2 separate regions of the Danio rerio genome follow, and region 1 is linked to region 2. The links are chromatin contacts, called in public HiChIP or PLAC-seq maps. All regions are on one chromosome and are shown on one strand. Each heading gives the region's core, a stretch centred on a gene start, on an enhancer-like site or on the middle of the called end of the contact. The rest is flanking DNA. Distances are from core to core; before and after follow the strand shown. Region 1 has its middle 4.0 kb from the start of fam174b. Region 2 has its middle 16 kb from the start of lysmd4.

Region 1 (4,342 bases), core at 1,814-4,313, 420 kb after region 2:
GTCTACTGGAATATTTTTTATACTTACTTTGCAGATTATAGCCTGCATTCAGGAATAACATTCATTTTAAAAAGAAAGTAAATAGCTTAGATTAGCTATAATAACCAAGAAGAGAACACATATTTATACAGAATATTGAAACTAATATTAATACTAATATAACAAATGCAAAAAAATATATATATTTTTTTTCATATGAACCGATAAAATAAATGTTCTACTGTTCATGGTTTGGGATGACATAAAGTCAAAAAATTGAGTAATGTTGCTAAAGCAAAGCGGGATTATTTTAGTTCTAAACAAGAAGAAAAAGAGTTGGCATTAAAGTGGATTTTACACTGATACTAATATTTCAATAAAGGGTAAAATATTCTTCCTTTACTGTACAAATTATTTATTTTATTAGGCGATTTCACTAACTTACATGGAGTTATAGTCATAAAACAAAGTAAAACAGGAAATCTGTTTAGTTTTATAGCCTTATCAGGAAGTAAATCTGCATTAATGTTCAAACCTAAAATATTGACACTATACAGTAAATACTGACATTTCAACTTAAAAGACTACATATTTCATTATAACTCATCAAATAACTATTTTGCTTATATTTTTTTACTATAACTTATAAGAAGGAATGACATTCATAAAAACCAAAAGTTATATTAAAGAAAATGTAAACAGATCAGACACCATTTTAAAAATAAAAACGTTAAATAATAATATTAATAATAACAATTAAAAATAATAATAATAATATATATTATTATTATTTATTGCTGAAATGTGTCAGTTGTTAAGGATCAAATAGAGAATCTTAAAAAGTGATAACCATGGGTCATATTCAATATTTTTATTTATTTTAGTCATTTGTTTATTTGATATGTACATCACAATAACACGGGACAAACCAAATACATTTGTTCAAGTGTTTTACAAGACTTGCTAATTCTTAACACTTGTCCAAGGGAGGCTTAACATTCATTCATTTATTTTCTTGTCGTCTTAGTCCCTTTATTAATCCAGGGTCGCCACTGCAGAATGAACCGCCAACTTATCCAGCAAGTTTTTACGCAGCGGATGCCCTTCCAGCCACAACCCATCTCTGGGAAACATCCACACACACATTCACACACACACTCATAAACTACGGATAATTTTAGCTTACCTAATTCACCTGTACCACATGTCTTTGGACTGTGGGGGAAACCGGAGCACCCGGAGGAAACCCACGCGAATGCAGGGAGAACATGCAAACTCCACACAGAAACGCCAACTGAGCCGAGGTTCGAACCAGCGACCTTCTTGCTGTGAGGCGACAGCACTACCTACTGCGCTACTGCCTCGCCCAGGCTTAACATTTAAAAGTAAAATAAAAATAAATAGATATACAGAGCATTATACTTTTTAACATACAACAGCTTTAAGGCAAAGGCAACATGATCAAACAAACTAATTATAGACTATTATTTATAAATACTACTGTTTGCTGAATATTTCTAGAACTGTGGTTCTTAGAAGTACCTAACCTGAAAAAAAAGACTTAATATCTCAGACCCCAAACCAGCACAAATGTTCATTTTTGCGGCACAAATCAGCACAAACGAACAGCATAGTTTTGGGGATTATTTTGTTTTTATGGGGTGCCAACTTCACAGAGGTGCTGTGACTGTGTTATGTGCAATAGCCTATTTAGTTAACAAGCATTGTAATCACCTGGTCGACATTTCATCTATAGGCTATCATTATTATTTTATTCACTTATTACTATTTATTAGAGTTGTGTCAGTATATTTATCCAATGCAAGCGTGGGACAATTTTTATTTTTTCAAGGAGTGCACCTTAAAAGGTTAATGTCTATTTATTTATGGAGATTTATTTTATTTAGTTATGGTGTATACATTCATGTGTTAATGTTTTTGAATGAAAAATACTGATATATTTTCATTGAAAATATGCATTTAACCAACAGTTGTTGATGTTATCCCAACTTAAATATGGACAAATATATTAATATGCCTATACACACATTATAAAATACATTTGAAAATTTCTTTAAATAGGATTTTAATCATTTGAATAATTGTCAACTAAATTTTGAGACAGTTTAAAGCAGAAAGGCTTCTGTTATTCATGTCAATAACATAATACATCTATTAAAATTTTTTAATATTTATCAAAACAATGTATGAATTATTCTATTTAAAATATATTAATATTCCACAACTTGTTGTTGAGAAAAGTGTCTGCTAAATAATTAATGTAAACATGTTTTTTTTTTTTTTTTTTTTTTAGCAAATGTTTTTGTTTATTCACCTTAAAACATTGGCTGCTGCATTATACACATTGTCTAAATAAATTACATGAATTATCCACCAGCTAAATTTTTATAGAGTTCAACCTAACAATATAGAGCTCTTTTTAAACCAGACATTACGCAAAAAAGAAAAAGGTTTCAACGGTCCAAATTAAATATCCACACTTCACATCAGAAGCATCAGACCAATACCCTTACATTATAAATAATATATTAATGTAACGTATCTGCATGAATTGTTCTAATATTTATACTTTCATTTAAAAAGAATGGCACTGTGTTTCAGCAAATGGCTGTGTACAGTACAGCAGAAGGGCTCATTTCTGTCCTGGTAGGCTCAGCATACCACAGTCTGTTTCTTAGCAACTGTAATTGGATCAGGCCTGCATGGCACCTCCCCCTTCTCTAAAGTCATGCCACGTACACACTGGCAAATATGCCATGCAGGACTATTCATGGAAGTGGCCTCAAGCTAAACTCTATTGATTATTTGTTTGTACAAGGAAGATAAAAAAAAGGAAAAAAAAACTGGCAAATATAATTAGAAAGAGGCATCAAAGGTCTGAAATTATGTCTCTATTTTGTTTTTCTCTTTTTTTCCTGAACTACAAAAACATGTTGGTATTATAGTATGGCATTATGAGTCTTTATGTCAAAACACAAATCTGCAAACACAGTTTTGTAGTGTAGTAATAAACACAACAACAGTGTGATGGTAACAGCTAAGTGTTGAGGTGAAATATGGAGATATCTAGGAGCCCTCTTGTGGCCTGCTCTGAAATATGTACTGTGAATGCCAATGAAATGCTTTTCATGTGATATATCAAATCACCAGAATCTAATACATATTTCATTTGGGTATATGCATAATTGTGCTTTAATAAAGGTCTGAACCTAAAAAAAATTATTCTACCACCACCACTGCTAATAATAATATTAATAACAATAAATATTAAATAATATTTGCATTTGTCTAAATCTTTATATGATTGAGGTATTATTCAGTTCAAATAATTTAAATAAATATAGAATACTTTTATAGTCTTAATTTTTTGGTTTAGTGTCCAAAATGAGGAGGTTTGCATTCAGGTATGTAAATAAATAAATAAAATCGTAGTTATATTTTTCCTCAGTCGCTTTGTTGCATTTCTCACAACACTATTTACATTTGCACAACAGTTAATGCATTTCTCAAAAAAAAATTGTGCAAACTTCAAAACGTAGATGATAACCTGCAAAAGTGTGTCACATGCTCAAAATGGATAGCTCATTCCTCAAAAGCAAGTATTCATGTCAATGAAAGTGTCAGTGTCATAATGATGAAAAGTCCTGACACCATTGTTTATGAACAAAGTCAAATGGCTGTCATGTTTTCATTATGTCAGTTTACTCTACATTTTTTTCCAATGCAAAAAAAAGTCAGATTTTGGTGACACTTGCTCAAAATGCTCAAGACAACACTATGTACTGTTTGCACAGCCATTTGAAAACTACAGTAAAGTTAAACATCACTGAGTACAAGGCACTGAATATGTGTGTTTCACATTTTTCATGCGTATGGTCTGCGTAATTTGAATTTATTCACAGCATTGTGCAAAAGAATAAATACACCCTGATCCACTACAAGCATGAACACCCTTTGGGTAGAACTGTGCACAATTGTAAACAATATTGCAGTACATACTGGAACTGAACCTACAACATACACAGGTCTGTAAATCATTCATGAAATTGTTCAATTTGGAAGATATTTTTAGAAAAAAAAAAAGATTACATTTTTTTCTAAAATTTGCTTGACAGATTTTGACACCTAGTTCAGTATTTTTGTATGTAATGACAGTAATGAAATGAGGACTATTAGTTTAATATGGAATGACTATTCAGCATTCCCAAGTTTAGTTACTTTTGAATTACATGACATTCAAATAATAATGTTATAAAACTGCAGAGAGTTGTATGAAAGCAATTGATGCATGTCCAAAAGCATTTGCAATTTATTGGAAGGAATGAGAAACTGCTACTATGAT
Region 2 (4,738 bases), core at 2,193-4,692:
GCATATCTATGCCTAGTGTTTTATGCTTTACTTGCTTGCAAAAAAATTTTGTCATGCTTGGATCTTATCTAGAAAGGAAAAGGCTACCAACAAAATGGCTGTATGCACATAACCCATTTACAGCTATATTTTCTATCCCAGAGCATATGTTTTCAATTGTTTTGAACTGTAATTCCAAGTCTTTTTTCATTGTCTTATTTTTTTTACTTGCTCATTAGTGTGAATCAGTGTTATCTAATATTACAGTTTAATTGTCGAATAATCCTTATTTATTTTCATTTTAAGTTTAACCAATTTTATTGTTTTTGTAATCTTATTCCTTCTGTGTATAGTTAGTGTTTAGTTTTTGTAAAACTTTGTTTTGCTTTCTTATGAAGTCTATTTCTGTTTTGTGCAATACAGTAGTTGCAATTTTAAAAGGTCACATTTTATTTTGAGGGTCCGTATGTTGAATTTAAGTTGCATTGCATTTACATGATAACTAATTCTAATTAGATTATAAGTAGACTGTTAGGTTGGGGTGGGGATAGGGTTAGTGTAAGTTGATATGTATTTGCAAAGTTTCTTATAGTCAGTTAAATGTCTGTTAAGCAGCAGTTTCAACCAGTGGCGCCTGCAGCCGCACGGCTATACGCACTGTGCGTACCTACCATTAGAGAGCAGGAATTAAAGCAGTTTTTTTTTTTTTTTATGACATAATTTAAATTGATTATTAAACAGTATACACTAAAGAGACAAACTACAGTTGAAGTCAGAATTATTAGCCGCATTTGATTTTTTTTTCTTTTTTAACTATTACCCAAATGATTTTTAACAGAGCAATGAAATGTTCACAGTATGTCTGATAATATTTTTTCTTCAGGAGAAAGTCTTATTTGTTTTATTTTAGCTTGGATAAAAGCAGTTTTTAATTTTTTAAACATAATTTTAAGGATAAAATTATTAACTCCTATAAGCTAATTATTTTCGATAATCTACGGAACAAACCATAGTTATACAATAACTTGCTTAATTGCCATAACCTGCCTAGTTAACCTAATTAAACTAGTTAAGCCTTTAAATGTCACTTTAAGCTGTATAGAAGTGTCTTGAAAAATATCTAGTCAAATATAATTTACTGTCACCATGGCAAAGATAAAATAAATCAATTATCAGAAATGAGTTATTAAAACTATTATAATTAGAAATGTGTTTTAAAAATCTTCTCTCCGTTTAACAGAAATTGGGGAAAAAATAAATGCTAATAATTCAGGGGGGCTAATACTTCTGACTTCAACTAAACGAAATTTATTTTAAAAATACTTTTTTTTCCAAGAAATATATTTTAGTTTGAGTCCAACTGTGCGGGTGGATGATTTTTGGTCAGTGGAAAATAGGGATTAAATTAATGCTTCACTATTGTATCACAATCTTCTTCACTTTTTTTCCAGTTGTATGTGCATTTTTGTTTCTAAGTAAAAGTACATTATATTCCACTCAAATACACTCATCCTCATTTACCTTCCCACCGTGACACATCAGAGCAGAGAGCACATGAAATCAAACGGCTGCTCAACTCCTCATCAAACAGGATGATCACTCCATCAAAGACCAAATGTGGCATATTTTTAGATCTATCCGGATACATATGGAGATGCTGTTTCTGCCTGACATTGGCTTCCCATTTTTTTTTCTGTCCAACATTTAAGTTTCTTTGTCTTCACTAGTTCCATCTACTGTTTTAGCTCCTTCCCTTCTGCTGGCTCCAGCTTTGCCTTGTGCTACCAAGTTAATGGCTTGACCTTGGTGTTAGGCCTATACCCATTGCCATCACCTTGGCTTTGTGATCTCTCAATTCCACCATTGTCCATCATCCACTGGGTTCTGCTTCAATACATAACTGTTGTATTATCACAGACATTCAGACCTCCACACGTTTGGCTCCACTGGACTTCTTAATTATCTTTGTTCCCATAGTCTCCTCCTACAACAGTTGAGTGGTCGATGTAACCTCCAGTACATACATTTCATATAACCCATGATGTTGTGATCATTTATACTCCTATGATCTGTCTATGCTGCTCTGGCATTAAATAAACTCAGAAACAATAGTCAGTGAGGTTTTTTACGGTCCAATGTGTCGAGTTTTTTCGCCGATGTTTTGTGTTTACCAGAGAATCATCAAAATATTTAATCAAAAAGTACCCAGCAAACAATTTTGTGTTTTATAAACATCTAATATACATCTAAACGTAGACAGCTTGGCTAAAACAAGGCTAAATTTGGGCTGTCAATGAAAATCTAATAGACGTCTAAGAATAGCCCAAAAATAGACTAGTTGTCAAATAGACAGACTAGACAGACTTTATATGTGTAGTCATTCATTTCTGTTTTTTTGATAGTCTAGTTTTGGCCTATTCTTAAATGTCTGTTAGATTTTCACTGACAGCACAAATTTAGCCTTGTTTTAGCCTAGACGACCGTGTTTAGACATCTATTAGACATCTTTAAAAAAGAAAATACTTGATGGGTAAACATAAAACAACAAGTGTCCATCTTGAGTTCCTCCACAGGACTCTTGTTAAACCCACCAGCCTCACTACGCTACCACATTTCTTGATCCCACCTACATTCATCATCATTACCAAGCCGACCAATCACAGATCTGGCGAACAGCATTGTCCCAATTTGTAGTTACATTTTTTGAAAGGTACGGCAAAGGGTATGCAACTGTGTGAAGGTTACACCAGACCATTTGTGTGGACTTGACACAGAAGTATAAATTGGATCTTTTTGGCTTCTGCTACTAGTTCCTCCATGGGATCTCCCACCACCAATTATTTGAAGACTGTTCCGCACAGCTGCCCACTTCTTGTTTATGGACGTTCACTTCTACTTTTCCTATGTATTGATTCTTATTACTTTTGTTGCCCTTTTTCCACTCATAATTTGTTCAACACTGATTACATGGTTGGTTTAAATTTACAATTCAAATTCTCATCTTTAAATGGAGGTTCTCTTAGGTTTTTTTCCTATTTCTAAATAAAAAAGTTTGCTGCTTAGATCCCATGCCTCATTTTCCTACCTGCTGTGACAAACAGTGGGTTATGGTGGGATGAAACATTTCTATTTTTGTTCATATCAAAAGAGAATGTTAGGCAGACAATATCAAATGTAAAAGAAATGTAAAAATATCTGAACAATATTTTTGTCTTTTCATTTATTAAAATGTTCTAAAATATTGTGAAACAGTCAACTTGCATTTGAGTTTAGTGCTTTAAAAATCAAAAGAACTTTTTTAGACGGGGGAAAAAGTATTGTTAGCGTTTGTTCAGCAGCTGCTTAGACTCAGTCCCATGTGATCTCACAACCTGAAAGCTTCATCTCACAGGCACGGCTCACAGAAACAGGCGCTGCTGTGATCCTGCTCCAGGCCCCACAGCTTTGGCCCCGTGCCTTCTCCCCGTCTGCGTCTCGGCTGCTGCAGCACAGACTGGGGGCGAGCGGACCACCCCTTTCTTTGTCTGCAAGCCCAAACCGCAGTTATTACGCAAACCCTAACGCTCCCAGAGCAGTTCTTATTTGATCTGTTTCATAGTGATTTTTTTTTATTTTTGCATGATCCAGGATTTAGGAACATTATCTCAAATGTTGAGTGTGGGTTAGAGTTAGTTTAAGACACTGATGTATCTTCAGCAAGGATTGTAAAGACTTAGCACCTCCATGAAAAGGTTATTAAAGGAATAGTTCACCCAAAAATGAATATTTACCCACCCTCAAGTGGTTCTAAACCTTTATGTGTATAAAGGTATAAAAGTTCATAGTTTAAAGGGCCATGAAAACCCCCTCTTTCGGTTCAAGTCTACCTCAGAATTTTTTCAAAATAAGGTTTATGATGGGCGTGGCATGGGACAATAACCGTTTTCAAGGTATACAGCGGTTTGGAAAAGTCTAGGTTTTAAAACTGCCAAAATTTCCTGTAATACCGTTCCTATGGTATGTTTAAGATTTTTTATTTACAATTTTTTGTTTTTTAGGACAACAGTATCTCCAACAGAAAATATATCCAAAAATTCATTTTTATTGTAAAGAAATCTGTGTTTTTGAAACAAATAAAGACAGCAGAAGTCAATAATTAATTTGAATTATTTAGCATGACATGTTTACTGCTCCAAAATATTATAACTCTTTCAAAAAATAAAATATTGTTATTTATAGTTATATTTTAGAGCAGTAATCACAATACCATGATACCATAAAACCGTGATATTTTTATCAAAGGTTATTATATCTTCAGAATCTTAATCCGGCCCATGTCTAATGGGTGTAGAGCTCTGCGAGCAGAGGGAAGAGTGGGTGTGGCTGGCAGAGCAGGGGAAAAAGAGAGGAGCAAACAACTGTTGTCAGTTGGCTCACAAATTGAGACACAAACTGTAAGGAGACCCATGATTCTACAGTTTACAAAGTTAAAATACAAAGAAATAAACAGATTTAATGCCCTGCTACATTGGTTATTCGCAATTTCATATACACATGTCGCCGAAATGATCTCACCCATTTATTGGCTCTCGCAGCTTGGCAGGTCTGCCTTGCCTTCGGAAAGCAGTGCTCTCATGAATAATAAGAAGCAGGGTCTTCTCATAGGATAAGAAAACTTTGCTACATCTGTATAAATAATATTGAGAAACCGACGCATCATCACTCCACTAGCAGATGCACGCTAAATCACCGATTTTGATCCCATTAGATAAAATTAGTT

What was found. HiChIP or PLAC-seq counts read pairs in DNA pulled down with a chosen protein or histone mark.
Region 1: an H3K4me3 HiChIP or PLAC-seq map of embryo shows a contact between it and region 2, with 6 times the contacts expected there. The contact joins two enhancer-like sites. A contact is called at or near these places in 2 of 4 datasets of contacts at active chromatin or transcription factors (caudal fin and embryo).

The regions. Positions count from the first base shown.
Region 1 is chr18:26,422,803-26,427,144 of GRCz12tu, forward strand. No RefSeq gene overlaps it. Among named protein-coding and RNA genes, the nearest start is that of fam174b, 4.0 kb to the right of the region's middle. Within about 2 kb of position 3,064, at least 44 of the 62 cell types and tissues checked have an H3K27ac peak or open chromatin away from gene starts, as enhancers often do. A contact at or near this core is called in caudal fin, where this site is marked.
Region 2 is chr18:26,000,514-26,005,251 of GRCz12tu, forward strand. It overlaps a transcript of lysmd4 not described here. Among named protein-coding and RNA genes, the nearest start is that of lysmd4, 16 kb to the left of the region's middle. Within about 2 kb of position 3,443, at least 18 of the 62 cell types and tissues checked have an H3K27ac peak or open chromatin away from gene starts, as enhancers often do. A contact at or near this core is called in caudal fin, where this site is marked.